Regions from separate parts of the Mus musculus genome. Here region 2 is linked to region 1. A link is a contact called in public HiChIP or PLAC-seq data. All regions are on one chromosome and are shown on one strand. Each heading gives the region's core, a stretch centred on a gene start, on an enhancer-like site or on the middle of the called end of the contact. The rest is flanking DNA. Distances are from core to core; before and after follow the strand shown.

What was found. HiChIP or PLAC-seq counts read pairs in DNA pulled down with a chosen protein or histone mark.
Region 2: an HNF4G HiChIP or PLAC-seq map of pancreatic cancer cells shows a contact between it and region 1. The contact joins two enhancer-like sites. A contact is called at or near these places in 3 of 115 datasets of contacts at active chromatin or transcription factors (extraembryonic endoderm stem cells, microglia and pancreatic cancer cells).

Annotation. Positions count from the first base shown.
Region 1 is chr11:117,948,472-117,951,400 of GRCm38.p6, reverse strand. No RefSeq gene overlaps it. Among named protein-coding and RNA genes, the nearest start is that of Socs3, 19 kb to the left of the region's middle. Within about 2 kb of position 1,545, at least 203 of the 459 cell types and tissues checked have an H3K27ac peak or open chromatin away from gene starts, as enhancers often do. A contact at or near this core is called in microglia and pancreatic cancer cells, where this site is marked.
Region 2 is chr11:118,361,999-118,364,927 of GRCm38.p6, reverse strand. No RefSeq gene overlaps it. Among named protein-coding and RNA genes, the nearest start is that of Timp2, 8.1 kb to the right of the region's middle. Within about 2 kb of position 1,542, at least 259 of the 459 cell types and tissues checked have an H3K27ac peak or open chromatin away from gene starts, as enhancers often do. A contact at or near this core is called in microglia and pancreatic cancer cells, where this site is marked.

The sequences.
Region 1 (2,929 bases), core at 296-2,795:
ACACATGCACATTAGCAAACCCTCAACCTGACAAAGGGTGGGGCCGAGTCTTCCCAGATTGAGATGGAGGAGAAGTAGGTGGGGCACCAGGAAAAGAGTCAGCCTATGACACAGGCAGGCTATTTTCATCACAGTCCCCTGAAGGCAGATCTGACTGATTCCTGGATGGTTGTTGAGGAAGCCGGGAGGTTGAAGAGGTTAGCCTTTGGTTGAAGACAGGGGAGGGGCGGGAGAGTGGAGCAGGGTGGCAATCTCTGTGAATCCCACTCTGGTCCTGTTGGGTTGGTCACAAGAGGCTTGCTTGCACTGAAGTGGTGGCTGTCCATCACAGGGGTTCTAACTTTCTAACCGTCAGCATCTACAGGAGGGAGAGGAACACTGTTTTTTGTTTTGGTTTGCCTGCATGTATGTATGCACACCAAGTTTGCATCTGGTGCCTTGGAGTTCTGAAGAGAACACATGAGCTCTCCAAGAACTGGTGTCCTAGATGGTTGTGAACCATAGATGGGTGCTGCTCACTGAACCTGGGTCTTCTGGAAAAGCAGCCACCCAGCCAGCTCTCCTGCCACATTGTTTTTTAATTTAAAAACTTTTGGGTTTTAGCTGGGTGTGGTGCCATGCCTTTAATCCCAGCACTTGGGAGGCAGAGGAAGGCGGATTTCTGAGTTTGACAGAGACAGGGTTTCTCTGTATAGTCCTGGCTGTCTTGGAACTCACTCTGTAGACCAGGCTGGCCTCGAACTCAGAAATCCGCCTGCCTCTGCCTCCCAAGTGCTGGGATTAAAGGCGTGCGCCACCATGCCCGGCGGGTTGTTTTTTTTTTAAATCTTATAAATGTTATTATGTATGCATGTGTCTATGAGGGATGCTTGCACGAGCAAGCGCTGTCTCCTGCATCTGGAGGTTCAGAGAATGACACTGTGACTTCAGTTTTCTGTTAAGTGGCTCCCAGGAATTGAACTCAGGTTGGCAAGCTTATATGTACCAAGGTAGTTTACCCCTAAGCTAGCTCTCTGGTCCTGTTTTGTTTTGTTTAGACAGGGCCTCACTGGGTCTTGGAACTCACTATGTATGCCTGGCTGGTCTCGAACTCATATAGAGATCCATCTGCCTCTGAAGAGCTGGGATGAAAGATATGCACCACCTTGCCCATCCTGTTTTGCTTTTTGAGACAGGTCTCATGTAGCCCAGCCTGGCCTCGAACTCACTATTAGGTGATGAGCTTAATTCCTAATCAGGGGGTGTCTTTACCTCCCAAGGGTTGGGATTACAACCCTGTAACACACGGCACCGTGTGTGGATACAGAATCCCACAGGACCCAGGGGATCTCCCAATGCCCGCCTGGGCGGCCGCTGGTCCCACAGCCTAGGTCCGTGGCCATGGCAACTGCTAAGCTGTTGCTCCATTGCCTCGCCACGTTGGGAGCAGAAGGGAACGCGTTCACACCCGACCGGGCCGCCAGCTGCGAATTCCTCAGGCCTTCCATCAGCCAGGCCAGCCCCGACTTCCTCGCAGGCTGTGAGGTCAGCGCCCGCCCCACCCGCCTGGAGGCTGGCCCCGCGCCGGGAATCCCGATCTCGGGTCTCTACTGACTCCTCCGTGGTCCCTGCACCCGGGTCTCCGCCTTCTCAACCCAGAGTGCGATGCCAGCCCTCGCTCCTCCATGCTAGTCCGCGCCTCGCCATCTCCGAGCCTGGGTCTTGGCTTCTGCCTGCAGCCCCTTCTTGGTCCTTGCACCCAGGTCCCTGTTGGGTGCCAGGGTCCCAGCGGCTTAGTGTGCCTGTGAGCAGGGACGGCCCCTCCCGCCCTCGCCGCCCAACACGCGGGGCCCTATTTCGGGAGCTGGCGCTGCGGGCCGGGCAGCCCTGCCCGGAAGGAAAGCTATTCTGGGCAGGGCCGCCCGAGTAGCTGCGACCCCAGGGCTTCCCGGCAGGGTGCGTGCTGGGGACAGAGGGCACGCTAGGGCAGGGCTACCCTCCCTTGCCACTACCCCACCTTCCTCCCAGGCCGCACCTACCCCCCGCCTTTTTTTTTTTTTTTTTTTTTTGGCTAGACACAGGACCTTTCCTAAGTTAGAACATTCCCTGGTTCTGAAGTGAACACCATGAGTCCAGAGCCTTCAGTCACCCGGTTCCCTCCTCCGCTGCACACGGGCCTCTCCGTGTTGTCCATCTGTGGTCTAACCGTTGTACTTGACAAATACTTGCTCTTCCTAACTGTACCTGTCGTCCCCTCTATGTGTCGGTATTGTTTGATGCACAGTGCCCAGAGCCCACTTCCAATGTATGGTCCCCATATAAGTGATCCTGGATCCCTGGTCAGTCAGGATCCCAGGCACTCTCTGGGGCGACTCATTTCCATCAGAGGTTTGGAGTTGATTACACGTCTGCCACATCACTGGAAAGCAAGTGGCCACCCAAGAGTAAGACAAATGCATTCCAGAATATTAGAGACCGGTTATCCACACACAGTAGGCAGAAGCAGGTGGATCTCTGTGAGTTCAAGACCAGCCTGGTCTATAAGGAGAGTTCCCAGGACAGCCAGGGCTACACAAAAAACAACACAAATAAAATTCACTTTTTCAACTATTTTAGTTTATTAAGAGACAGGGAGGGTCTCATGTAACTTAGGCTAACCTTGAATTCACTAAGTAACTTCTGATCTTCCTGCCTCTACCTCCTCAGTACTGGGATTACACGCATGTGCAACCACACTTGGTTCATGCAGAGCTAGAAACAGAGCCCAGGGCCTTGTGCTTACTAGGCAAGCCCTACCCATGAGCCTAGCCCCTGCCCTCTGGCAAGTGCTTTCCATGGTCAAACAAAGTATTTTGCCCCATGCCCTTGGATGTCAACCTCAGGCAGCTGACCCTAGTTAGAATGTAGGCTCCACCAGCTCCAGGTGGTCATGCTACATTAGCAACCGGCC
Region 2 (2,929 bases), core at 293-2,792, 410 kb before region 1:
TGGCCACACAACCCCAGAGATAAAGCCTGACTCTGCCTCCCCAGTACAAGGCTTGCAGGCACAGCCACCACGCTCTGCTCTTACATAGGATCAAATTCACTTTACCTACTGAGCCATCTTCAAAGCCCATGCCTTTTATTTCCTACTGAGCGGTGGTCTGTGCCACACAAGAGGACAGAGATCCTGCTTATCTGTAGCCCCAGCTTCAGAACAGCCTTGGCACATGGCTTGTGTGCCCAAGAAATACTTTTGAGCAAATGAACTACAACCTTAAGAGACATTCACCCAGAGGCTGGCCTGGTGGTACATACTTGTAACCCCAGTGCTCTGGAGGCAGCTGGATCTCTGTGAGTTCATGGCCAGTCTGGTTTGCAAAGTCAGTTCCAAGCCAGCCAGGGACCCTGTCTCAACAAAACAAAGTAAAAGAAATATTCAGTGGATTGGGAGGATAGACCTGTGAACAAGTCAGCTGTGAGACAAGCCACAGCAGTCTAAAATAAGGCCACTGTGGTAGGTCACTGGGCACAGTCCTTTTTTATCCCTCATCAAGCCACTCTCTGTCACCATGCCATCCCAGGTCTGGGACTGGGACAGTCTCTATCGTGTTCAGATGGCCAGGATTTTAGGTGGAAGAGTGTGAGGGCTGAGCGGGCTCCACGGGGAAGAGATATTTAATGGGGCCACCAAGAATGACTAGAGGGACATGTCCCAGACATTCCCTGCTTTCCCACAGCACCAAAATTATAGCACAAATGACCAGGTGCTAAGGCAGAGCCCACAGCATCCTCCTGCCTCTGCAGGGACCCCAGCAGGGATTCTGTGCTGGAAGCCGTGGTCACCCTGAGTTTCCCTGACTTTACCTGTGAGCACAGTGGCACAGCTCTGCAGCCAGGAGAAGCAGAGAAGGGGGCTGAGGAGGCAGGATGACTAGCTTTCACCTGTGTTCCCGGGTCACAGGACACCAGGACAGAACCAGATGACAGGGTCTGTCACAGGGCGCATTTCTACCCAGGAAGCTCCAGGCACAAATGGATACCACTGTCCTGAGTGGTTCCTCTTGCCTTTGATGCCGAACAGCCCTTTATAGCTGAGGGAGAGCTGAGCAGGCTGTAGCAAAGCAGAGAGATGCTGGATCTGCACTTCAGACAGCAGAGGAGATGCAGGACACCATGCCTCCCTTCCCAGGAAACCTCGCTCCCCCTCTTCTTCCTCATCGCTTTGCTAGGATGAGACCCACCCCAAGCCTGGTCCTTCTGCCCCTGGAGAGAATAGGGCTGACTTTGCATCTAGCCCTGTGTGCACTCCTGGCTGAGGGGTGGTGACACAGGGATGCTACAGCATCTCCAGAAAGAAGAAAGGGAAGGGAGGCTGGTCAGGAGCGCAGAAAGGAAAAGAGGACCTGGGAGATGCAAGGGGTGGGTTCTCTACACAGCCTTACCATGCTGTAGCACTCAGCGCTGCTGGCCTGCAGCTCACCACAGAGCCCAGCCTCCCTTCTGTTTGGATTAGGTAATGACATCATGGCCAAAGGCTGTCACTCCCCAACACCAAAGGAAGCAGAGGATGGTGGTGGTGGCGGGGGAAACCCGAGCCTCTTGAGCCTCCCATCCGGGACTAGAGAGACTAGCCAGACTAGCTGACTAGCGGGCCAGGGAACCTGAAACCACCACCCTCAGGCAACCCCTGCTGAGCTGGGCAGCAAGCTCTGGGGTCCCTCACCCCTCCCTGCCTGCTGAGGCTGCTTCCTGGGGAAAGGCAGAGCAGAGGGGCGAGGGTTCCCATCACAACCCGCTCCTCATGAGCAAAAGCACATGACCACATGCCCAGGGCCAAGAGGAAATAGCCTGGGCATGAGGAAATGAGAGCAGCCAGGGGCGTCCACTCCCTGCATCAGCTACATTCCTCAGTGCTTCACTGAACTGGTCTAGAGGGTCCCAGAGAGCCCAGGAGGGACAGGGTGGGGGGACCAGAGGAGGGATGGGGTTAAGGGAGGTGGAGGGGGTAGACAGGGGCCGGGGGCTGAAGGGGGGCCAGAGGAGGAGAAGGGGAAGCCAGAGACTTTTAAGAATCCAAAGCCACAGCAGCCTGCTCTCCAAACCCCTCTCTTTTCTGGGAAAAGGGCAGAGATCCCTGGCTTTGCCTCCTTCTTAGGATGGAAGCCCCAAGGAAGAGAGAGGAGGGACCTGGCCCCTGCAGAGTCCCTCCCTGTGACACCAGCCTGTGCACAGGCTGAAGCTGGGCGGTCACTGTCAAGTCAGCCTTCCTCTGGGATGCTGGCCCATCCAGCATAGTTCAGATGTGGCAATTCTTTGGGGCCAAGCATCACAAGGCTTCCTGTTCCCCACCAGGACACCCTCCCTCTCTCTACCCACCCCTTCCTCTCTCCATCCATCCCTCCTCCCTTCCAGTCTGAAGTCCCCCTACCAACATGGGTGGGGGCAGGACTGTCACTATGATATGAAGTTATGCCTTACACAAGGCTGCCTGCAGGTTGGCTATGGAATGCTGTGTTCACAGGCTTATGGGATGCACACCTGGGAAAGGGGAGCCATATTGTGGGAGATGCCAAGCCCCCCTCTCTTTAAAGATGAATGGGACAGGATAACAGGAAAGCCAAAGTGAAAGGAGCGGCGGGCCAAGCAAACATCACCTAAAAGCGGGTACTTGATGAGCTATGGCCAAGGCCTTCCCACTGCCATAGAGGGAAGAGTTCTAAAGCTGGGGGAGGGGTGTCCTGTCACTGACAACCTGCACCCTCGCCTGATCCCACCCACCCCCAGCTCCTGATACCCAGATGCCTCGGATGCCTCAGTGAGCATCCTTTCGGATTAGAGGCATTCAGTGTCACACACAGAGACGACAGGAACCTACCTTACCAGGCCTGGCTCTGTAAGTTAATCATATCTCCTATCTTCCCTGTGTCCCTGAC